Regions from separate parts of the Mus musculus genome. Here all the other regions are linked to region 1. The links are chromatin contacts, called in public HiChIP or PLAC-seq and promoter capture Hi-C maps. All regions are on one chromosome and are shown on one strand. Each heading gives the region's core, a stretch centred on a gene start, on an enhancer-like site or on the middle of the called end of the contact. The rest is flanking DNA. Distances are from core to core; before and after follow the strand shown.

Region 1 (3,328 bases), core at 263-2,762:
AGTCTGGGAGAGCAAGCTATCCTCACAGGTTTCAATTTCCTCCTGAGTATGACCAGGTCACTGAATTCCCACTGTCTGGCCAGGGCAAGTCCTTCTGCAGAGCCAGCACTTGAGGACTTCCAAAAGGACCTGTAGGAAAGAGGGGGTGGGAGGTCACATGTGCTGTTCATAAGGGAGCACACCCTCTTTGGGCTCACTTCCGCGAGACAGGACTCTCTCCCCCAACCCTGGACAAATGGCTTGTGAAGGATCTGTGTGCCATCGAGAGTGGCTGCCAGGATGGTGGCTATGACGGCTGGCCCAGTTGTGGGTGCCTTTGTGCGCTGTGACTGGGTGTCTGTGTCTGGAGTCACTGAGCGCTTGTTCTGTGGGGTAAGGGGTGTGGGGGTGGGGGCACGGCCTGTAGCAGGGAGGTACGTGAGGCTGGGCACGAACTGCCTCACCCACCAGGTCTACTCTTGCCAGGTACAACCAGCTGCTTCGGACCAATGCCTACCGCCTCCTCCCTTCCCTGGGCACGGCCAGGCCGGGGGGCAAATGACTTGGCGGGCACCTCCCTCACTTGGACCCACTGGGGTTAGAGCCAGCTCACCTGGGGCGCAGGCAGGGTTCCTTGCTGGTGGGTGCTCTGCCAACCGCCCCCCTTTCCGGGACTCCCAGTGGGTAGACTGGGGAGGGGGGCACTGGCCGAAAGACAGGCCCCCTTCTGTCCCACTCTGTAGATGGGTCGAACTGGGCACAGTATGCCTGATGGATAGAGAGGACAGTTCTCTGTTGAGGGCCCAGGAAATGATTTCCATGTAAATGAGATGCAAACTCCTTAATGAGTTTGCAATTAGGAGTCCAAGCCTGCCAGGCCTGGGCAATGCCTTTGGGTTTTATGAATGGGCCGGGGCCCGGAGGGGGGAGGCGGCGCGCCGGTCCGCCCCCACAGCTCCCTGTCTCCGGGCCCGCGACATGCCGCGCCGCACGTTGCTGCCTCCCGGCCCGCCGCAACTTGGCCGATCGCCAGCGGGTCAGCTGCTCCGGACCGCGCGGGAGGCTGTCGGCCAGAGTCCCCGCCACGCTGCCTGCCCGCGTCGCGTTGTGGCCGAGGACACACCCCCTGGGGCCTGGTTAGGGCTCTGTCCTCCGGCGCCCCTTTCCCCGTTATGGGAATGGCTTCTCGCTGCCGAAATAGCGAAGCTAGCCTTTGGGCTGGGAGCGCACTGGCTCCTAACTTGTAGGGCTGTACGTGCGTGACCTTGGGCAGGGTGCAAACAGAGGTGACAGAGAGGAACCAGTTCTCACCCTAGAGTTCCTGCATCTCTCTAGCTCCCTTCTTTGGTTTTCTCCTGGCTTGCTCTCAAAGGTGATTCCCACCAAACCCAGGGCACCTGCTTTGTTGTATACAAAGCTGCCCCCTGTCTGTTCCGGGCCTGGGTTTGCCTTGGGGTTGAAAAGAAAGGCCTTCTAAGTGAGTGCGTGTGCAGGGGAGAGTTATGGTCCCCCAAGACTCACCAGATTGACAGTGTAGAGTCTTCTTTCCCCAAAGCTTCCTCCCCTCCCCCACTGCTTTCAGAGTAGATTAACTAATTACTTCCAATTAAAGCCGGTAGATCTCTGTACCTCCTGGGCTTCAACACTGCCCCTAGGAGTCTCCCTAGGCTGCCTGGGTCTGAAAGGGACCTGGCCACTTAGGGGGATCAGTGAATCAGTTAAGTAATGCAGGGGGCCACAAAGGAAGCCCACTGGGTCATGTGCTTGACGGGGAGGGCTGCAGACAAGCCTGGCCCTCTGGCTGCAGCATGGAAGTGTGGCCCTGCTTCAGGCCCTAATGGGCCCGGGAAGGTCAGGAGCTGCCGTCTTTGGAGGTAAGTCAGCCGGGTGAAGGTCCTGTGCAGATGCCCAGGGCTAGAGAAGCAACCACCAGAGGATAATCCAGAAGCCACCAGTCCTTGGGGACACTCGTAGCCTCCCTCACCCAGGATGTCCCTCCTCTGCCTTCCAAGTGCTCCACCCTTCACTGGTCTCAGCACTAGCCCAGCCCAGTCCATCCCAGGCCCCACCCTGACCCCACGTGTGGGACGTGAGGGGAAGGATACCTGGCATCAGAGGTAGGGCGATGGGTTGTGACCTAAGTCTCACCTCTGGACAAGCTGGCCTGTCTTGGTCAGGCAAGCTCATGCCAAGATGTGACTCAGGGCCAGGGCCTAATTCTATCTTGAGTTCTGCTGTAGCAGGGATCTGGGCTTGGATCTCTGTGTGTATGTTTCTGGCTTGAGGTGCCCTCTCTCTCTCAGCTCTTAGGTTCTAGGGTTCTGGCTATAGCTGCACCTTCTAGCACGTTGCCCTGGTAGGAGGTGGCAGGAAAGGCTTTCTGGCAGGAATAAGAGTTTCAGGGGCAGAGGGCAACTGAGCTATTCAGGGCAGGAAGTGCCACTTCTGGGGTGTTAAAAGTCTGTTTGCCAGCTTGCTTAACCCCTAGGTCCATATAAAGCGGGTCACAACTTCCTCACATCTAGGGTTGCTTCTTTATGTATGCTCAGGTCAGTGACAGGGCAGCTTAACGTTTTTACTTGTTTCTCTGTCCCTTGTCCCCCTTCTCAGACCTTCCCAAAGATCTGTAGGACTCTGTTCTTTCCTGCATTTCTTTCTGGCCAGCAGAGGGCGCTGCCCAAGGACTGAGGCCACCAGGGAGGTGGGTAGAGAATCCTTCCTTGTGTAGGGCTAGTAAGTCCGGTCTCCCTGGCCTGTCCTCCCCACCCCCCCAGCTGCCCCCCAGGAAGTTTGCCTTTCTTTTTGATGATTTAGACTTAACCTGTCAGAGGGTTCGAAGTTAGACAACAGGATGAACCCAGGTGGCTTTGGGCAGGAAAAAGAGCTTGAGGGACAGAGATGCCTCTCCCAACATCTTAAATGGGGAAGGCGCACTGGAGATGGCCGGCTTTCCTTCCCTGACCTTGGAAGAAGGGTTGGGAGGGGCTGCATAGACTAGCTGGTGTCCCACCCTGTGGGAGGGACTGCTGTGGACATCTGGGCTACATCTGGGATCCTGGCAAGACAGCTCATGGGTTATAGGATTCAGCCCCTGGTGGTCTCTCATTAGGCTCCCGGGGAACCCTTTATAAACAGGTACACACCTGCTACAATGACCTGTAGTTGTAACACCACCAAATTCGGGCCGACTCAGTTATCCTGGGCAGCAGCAGGCTCCACTAGATCTTTCTGTCTCTGGTTGGGGCAGGGGTGGGGGTGGGAGCTGATACTGGCCTTATGTCCTGGGGTCCATTCTGCCCTCCAGGTGGGTAGGAGGGAGGATTGAGTGTGGCCTCAGCACCTTTCAGAA
Region 2 (2,994 bases), core at 388-2,887, 760 kb after region 1:
GCGGCAATGGCCATGTCCTTGATAGAATAATGCATTTCACAGCTCTTCTGTAACTTGTGGGCCACTGGCCCCCCCTGGTTTTATCCTAACTAAGGTGGGGTCACTGAGGGGCTCTCCATCTCCTCAGAGTGGCTAGCAGACTGTGGTAGGAAGAGCTGGAATGGGGAGATCTGGGGAGGGGCAGGGCCAGAGCGGTGGCCATGGAAATGGTGGGGAGTCAGGCTCTAGAAAGTGTAACCGTCTTGCCCGATTCCATATCTCTGTACCCATCAATTAGAGCATTCCTTAGCCCTCGTCAGAAGAGCTTCTTTTTGCAGATTAATAGGGTCTCTCGGAGACTGTAGAGTGTTTGAATGTAAATGGGCCATCTCCATGGAAGAGTGGGTTGAAAGACAGAGGGACTGCCATGAAAACATTGTTTCTGGACATGACAGTGGGGTTACACACATAACTCATAGAAGCTATGACTGCCCGTGCACGATCAGGCTGGTCCAAACCCTACCCTGTGTGGAGAAGGGCCCCATGCCAATAGCTGAAGCGTTGCTGACAGCTAACAGCTGGTGAGGCAGGCACGACCCTGAGAGGCTGCCTGTACTTGTTCCAGTAGATGGTTCCACACCGGTGCACACATAGGTAGCACTAATGGGCTCAGTGGGTAGGGAGGGAAGCTGTAGAGATGGTTCAGTGGTTAACAGCACTGGCCACTCTCCAGAGGACCCAGGTTGGATTGTCAGCACCTGCATGGTGGCTCACTGTGTCTGTAACTCCAGTTTCAGGTTAGCTCATTGTGCTCTTTTGGCTTCTTGGGGCATCAGGCATGCACATGATGTAGAGATATAAACTCAGGCAAACCACCTGTCTTAGTTAGGCTTTTACTGCTGTGCACAGACACCATGACCAAGGCAAGTCTTATAAAAAACAACATTTAATTGGGTCTGGCTTACAGGTTCAGAGGTTCAGTCCATTATCATCAAGGTGAGAGCATGGCAGTATCCAGGCAGGCATGGCACAGGCATTGCTGAGAGTTCTACATCTTCATCCAAAGGCTGCTAGTGGAAGACTGAGTTCCAGGCAACTAGGGTGAGGATCTTATGCCCACACCCACAGTGACACACCTATTCCAACCAGGTCACACCTATTTGAACAAGGCCACACCTCCAAATGGTGCCACTCCCTGGCCCAAGGATAAACAAACCATCACAACACCTATACACATAAAATAATAAAATAATCAAAGATAATAATTATTTTAAATAATAAATAAAAATGAAGTTGGTGTAGGGGATAGAAGATGGATTGGAGGGGAGAGAGAGACTGGGTTAGATTTGATTAAAACACTACATACATGTATGAATAATAAAATATTTTTAAAATAAGTTAACAATCTTTTTTAAATTTTGGAAAGATTAATGAGAGCCAATCACAGTTGCCTATGGATCCCGTACAGAGTTTGAGAGCACTGAGATCCGTACAGAACTACTTGAATAGCTAGGAGCTGGGGAGGGGCAGGTCACGGGGAGGAGTCAGAACTAATGAGCGGGTTGGCTCGGGAAGAGCCTATCCGGGAAGAGAGCGAGCTTGAAGAAGGTCCCCTTACCTCTGGGAGTCGCTTTCCCAGGTCACGTGGTAGCGGCGGCAGCGGTTGCCCGCGCGCGGCGATGGCGGCATCCGGGGAGCTGGTTCCATGCTCTGTGTACTTCTGCGGGAGCATCCGCGGCGGGCGGGAAGACCAAGCTCTGTATTCGCGGATCGTATCCCGGCTGCGGCGCTATGGGAAGGTGCTCACTGAGCACGTGGCTGATGCTGAGTTGGAGCCGCGTGGTGAGGCGACGCGGGCTGGAGACTCGCAGGCTGGGGACCTGTAGGCTAAGGGGACCGGCTGACTAGGGACTTGCCGGATAGGAGACCCACTGGCTAGTAGACATTCAACCTGGGGAACCCGCAGCTCATGTGACCCGCAGGCTAGACCGGAGGCTAGGGGATCTGCAGACTAGGACCTCGTAATGGTTAGGGGACCGGCTGGCTATGGAAGGTCCTGGATTATATGTGTACGTTCCATGCGCAGGTCAAGTGTCCCTGTCCAGCACACTGGAAGCAAGTGACAGCCCAGACCCAGCTTTGGGCTAGCAAGGCTTTGATAAGCTGGTCTGGATAAGCACTCCTCCAGTAGGAAAGTTGTACCTAGAACTCTTGTATTTCTGCTCCAAAAACTTTTAAGTAGATCTCCCTTGCCCCATGCAAGAACAAACTCCTAAGCTGTGGACTCTAAAGCAATTCTGGGAGAATCTTTTAAAAGACAAAGAATCAATCGTAGGCAAAAAATGCCAGGGGATTGGAAAGAACCTGTTTGTGCTTATGCTTGGCTAGCGCATGGTGTGTTTTGTTGATAGTTCTCCACCTTCAGCGCCAATGTCAGCACTCTGGAGGCAGAGGGTAGGATGAGTTCCAGGCCAACCTGGGCTACAGAGTTAACCCCTGTCTCAAAGAAATGAGACAAAACAGTCTACAGAGTGTGATAGCCTGGAGAAAACCTTTGAATCTGGGTTTTCTCCCCTAGTCACTTTTCTTGCTTTTTCTTTTTCTTTTCTTTATTTTGGAAACAGGCTGTCATAAACGCACAGTGACGTCAGACTTGTAGCCAAGGATGGCCTTAGAACTCGCCATCCTCCTGCCTTCACCGCCCAAGTGCTAGAACTACAGGCACCTGCTGCTACACACAACTTGTTAGTTTGTTTTTTGAGACAGGGTCTCTCTACATATCCCTGGCCATCATGGTACTTACAGTGTAGACCAGGCTGTGTTGGAACTCACAGATTTCCCCAGCCTCTGCTCCCGGGGCTGGGATTAGTGCTATGAGCCATGATCCTCAGGCTCACAAAAGAAGTTTTAGACAGTGTGGTTCTGCTCTGCCACCTGCAGAGCCTTACCGTCCTAAACAGCAGAGTTGATTCAAACTGGAAACTGTGATCCTGGCTCTCTGACCCCAGACACGCC
Region 3 (3,410 bases), core at 426-2,925, 940 kb after region 1:
CATCTGTCAAAGTCCCGGGGAAGTTTTAACTCTGTGGGCAGGCTTTGGTCCTCACCGGTGCTTATCGGCGACACACACGGGTTGTTGGGGGCTTCGCGTTCTAGTGCTGTTTCCAGCTACCAATTGTTTGTGTGCCTTGGGTCTCCCTTGGCCCTGTAATCTCAACAGCTCCTCAAATGACATGTCAGATGTGTCTGCTGCAGGAAAAGGTCACACAACTCCGGTCAGTACCTCCCCACTGCAGGAAAAGTCTTCATCGGGCTAGGTTCAGAATATGAAAAGAACGCCCTGCCAGGCTGGACCACCTAAGTTAGAGCCTGGAGTCACATGGTGTAGGGAGGGGACAGACTGACCAAAGCTGTCTTCTGAGCTCCACGTCCACTTTGTAAGACACACACATGTACGTATACTTGCACAAGCGCGCGCGCGCGCGCGCACACACACACACACACACACACACACACACACACACACACATCAGATACATAGCAAAGACCATCCTTACTTGCTAGGCAGCACTGGTCGCCAAGGTGCTACTCTGTAATGTTGCTAGACAGGATCTGTGTAGCCTTGGCTGTCCTGGAACTTCCTCTGTAGATCAGGCTGGCCTCAAACTCAGAGCTCTGCCTGCCTCTGCCTCTAGAGCTCTGAGATTAAAAAGGCATGTGCCACCACCTCCTGGCCAGAACCTATTTATTTTTGCATAGTAAAAAAGAGTCTGATTTATCCCTCCCTGTGCTAATTTTCATGGTATTCTGAACTCAAAGCTCTCCAGTGGCTTCCATCTCCCTCAGCTTGGAAGTCACTGTGTCAAAGGGTCTCAACCTGAGTCTCAACTCCTTTGGGGAAGGTGTCCAAAGCCCCTTTCACAGGGGTTGCCTACGACCATCAGAAAACATATTTATATTACTATTCATAACAGTAGCAAAAATCACAGTTATGAAGTTGCAACAAAATAACTTTATGGTTGGGGTCACCAGTGTCACAGCATTAGGAAAGTCGAGAATCACTGGAATATGTAGACCAAGCTGGTTTGGAGTGCACAGGAATCTGGCTGCCTCTGCCTCCCGAGTGCTGGTCAGGCGTGTACTAACCCGCCTGGCTAAATACCCTTTTCTAGAGGTTAAGTGGACCGACAACGAACTTTTTGCTTTGCTGTTTGGTTATTCTTTATTTCCAAGTGCACGCATACAGTTTAGTTAGTCGCATCCCGCCCTACTAGACTTAGGAAGAACCCAAATCCTCCCTTTAAGAATATGCCCAGGCCTGGCCCGGAGACTTAAGACCTATAAACCCAGCACTTGGTAATAAGGCAGGGCGGCCAAGAGTTCGAAACTGGCCTGGGCCACATTATGAGACATCCCCGCCCTCCGTACCCCGCCCACCGCCATGTTCCAAACCAAACCAAACCAAACCACGAAACTTCTCCCAAAGTCGTAAAGCGGGAAGCACCCGCTCCTCTCGGCCTCCATTGAACCGCGGCACTCGGGCGGCTTCTGTTCCCGCAGCCAAACGCCTCCCGCTCACCCCAGCCTTAGGTCCTCACCCTTCAGCCGGTCGCCAGTCACCTCCCCGCCCTCCATAGCACGGTGAGGACCTTCGGCCTCAGCCCTAGCCCTAGAACCAGCCTTCCGCATGTCTTCCGTAGTCCGGGCTGAAAACTTGCACGACTTCCGCTCACGACGAGGTCCCACGTCCCACCCTTTCCGGAAGCCTGAGCCAATGTGCTGAGGGTTCTGCCAGAAGCACCGCCCCGCAGCCGTAGAACTTCACGTCTGCGGAGAGGCTGCCAGGCTCAGTGGCATCGGATTTCTTCAGATGCTTGGCCCTGAAGCCAGAACCGCAAGGGTGGCCCCTTTGCCTCCACCCCTCTATCGTAGTCGCCAGAAATAGGACACGTTTGGAGGTTTTAGGTTTTATAAAGTCAGAGCTGCCTGAGCTTCAGGGGTACAGCAACAGCTCAAGGAAGGGTGAAGCTGTCTGTTGGTCCCCACCACCGCGGGTTGGGGAGGGGGTTTCATGCCAACAGCCGAGGCTCCTCTCAGCTCCCGGGCGATGCTCAAGCAGGGAGAGGGTGGTCATGGGGAGAGGGAGGCTCCTGAGGCTCCAACACTGCTGGCTTCTCCCACTCCTGTCCCTTTCCAGCACACACAGCCTGGCTACCCAGCCAGACTGGGGCAGAGCAAAGGCCCAGGAGCGGTGGAGGGAGGTGGATGGGGACAGAGCACCAAGGGAAGGGGCCCTCGGCCCAAGGAGGGAGGGAAATGCCCTCCCCCAAAAAACTCCCCACTGAATTCACAGCACAGAAAACACCTCTAGTCCATCAACTCCACGTGGAGGTATACCGAGTCCAGGGTCCAAAGGGGCAGGCGGGTGAGAAGGGCAGGGGCAATGAAGACAAGAGAGGGCTCAGTAGGGGAGGCAGCATAAACTTCCTAGCCATGGGAGGAGACAATGGGGCGGCTGATATTGCTGTTGGTGGTCATGGCGTTGAGCTCCCACCTGGAAAGGTGAACAATGGGCAGAGAAGACCGGAAGAGGTGGTCTCTATGACAACAAAGCTATGACACAGCACCCTCCAAACTCCCACAGAGGGGTTAATCACCAGACCCCACCTACCACTACAACTCCCACCTCCTCCTACTCAACCACCTCCAGGTTCTCTGGGATTTCCTGTTTATGTTTATACAGACTTCTGAGCCTAAGCATCTGGCTCAGGTGTACCCATTTTAGTAAACACCCCAGGTACCTCTCCTGCTCTGCAGTCTGCAGCCAGCCAGGCAGCACTTCCCCCTCATCCTTACCAGAGCGTCAATCCCTTGTTGCCAATTTCCCTTATTTTAAGGCCCTGATTCAGACCTCCTGTTCTCCCTAAACTTTGGGACCTAAAGATTTTCCCATCCACCCCACCAACTTAAAAGTATGCTTCCCACACCACTTTCATTTTACAAAGACTTAAGTCTTCCTTATACAAGACTCTAAGCCGTGTACTCGGCATTAAGGTATTCGCACCCGTGTTAAATTGGGGCCAGTCTGGGATTCATTCTGTGAATTGGTGATTCTCTGTCACCAAAGGACACAGAGACCTTAACAAGCAAGAATTAGCCGGGTGTGGTGGCACACGCCTTTAATCCCAGCATTTGGAAGGAGAGGCCAGCCAGGTCTATACAGAGAAACCCTGTCTCGGGAAACCAAAAAATAAAAAATAAAACCTGGCTCAAGGAGGCAGGAATGTCTTAGAATGACCAAGAGGAGGCAATGTCTCATGGAGTGACTTTTGGTGCTCAATTTGAACTCAATACGGGCAAGAAATAGGAACCTCTCTCCATTCCTGACCTAAGGGAGTCCAGAAACTCTTCAACCTTCTTTGTAGTCAACCCTGAAATTTAGTCAAAATACATCACGAAAAC

The links. Promoter capture Hi-C pulls out the DNA fragments that hold promoters and counts their contacts. HiChIP or PLAC-seq counts read pairs in DNA pulled down with a chosen protein or histone mark.
Region 2: a contact with region 1 is called in a FOXA1 HiChIP or PLAC-seq map of pancreatic cancer cells. The contact joins the promoter of Dnph1 here to the promoter of F630040K05Rik in region 1. A contact is called at or near these places in 9 of 39 promoter capture datasets (the C10 cell line, the HPC-7 cell line, the SN4741 cell line and 5 more), 1 of 15 datasets of contacts at CTCF or cohesin (pro-B cells), 3 of 484 Hi-C or Micro-C datasets (the G1E-ER4 cell line, embryonic stem cells and reprogramming fibroblasts), 9 of 115 datasets of contacts at active chromatin or transcription factors (the 230-238 cell line, T-cell acute lymphoblastic leukemia, astrocytes and 5 more) and 2 of 9 other capture datasets (embryonic stem cells and liver).
Region 3: a promoter capture Hi-C map of pre-B cells shows a contact between it and region 1, with 10 times the contacts expected there. The contact joins the promoter of Rrp36 here to the promoter of F630040K05Rik in region 1. A contact is called at or near these places in 2 of 39 promoter capture datasets (hippocampal neurons and pre-B cells) and 4 of 115 datasets of contacts at active chromatin or transcription factors (embryonic stem cells, large pre-B cells, pancreatic cancer cells and 1 more).

The regions. Positions count from the first base shown.
Region 1 is chr17:45,732,994-45,736,321 of GRCm38.p6, forward strand. It overlaps F630040K05Rik (RIKEN cDNA F630040K05 gene), which reads left to right and starts at 1,513. Exons shown (of 5, transcript NR_152153.1): 1 at 1,513-1,853. It overlaps 1600014C23Rik (RIKEN cDNA 1600014C23 gene), which reads right to left and starts at 851. Exons shown (of 2, transcript NM_028164.1): 1 at 593-851; 2 at 1-129. The coding sequence starts at 800. The coding sequence ends at 32.
Region 2 is chr17:46,495,152-46,498,145 of GRCm38.p6, forward strand. It overlaps Dnph1 (2'-deoxynucleoside 5'-phosphate N-hydrolase 1), which reads left to right and starts at 1,638. Exons shown (of 4, transcript NM_207161.3): 1 at 1,638-1,821. The coding sequence starts at 1,659.
Region 3 is chr17:46,672,651-46,676,060 of GRCm38.p6, forward strand. Rrp36 (ribosomal RNA processing 36 homolog (S. cerevisiae)) reads right to left here and starts at 1,676. Exons shown (of 7, transcript NM_144857.2): 1 at 1,547-1,676; 2 at 56-197. The coding sequence starts at 1,637. Klhdc3 (kelch domain containing 3) reads right to left here. Exons shown (of 12, transcript NM_027910.3): 12 at 1,900-2,502. The coding sequence ends at 2,436.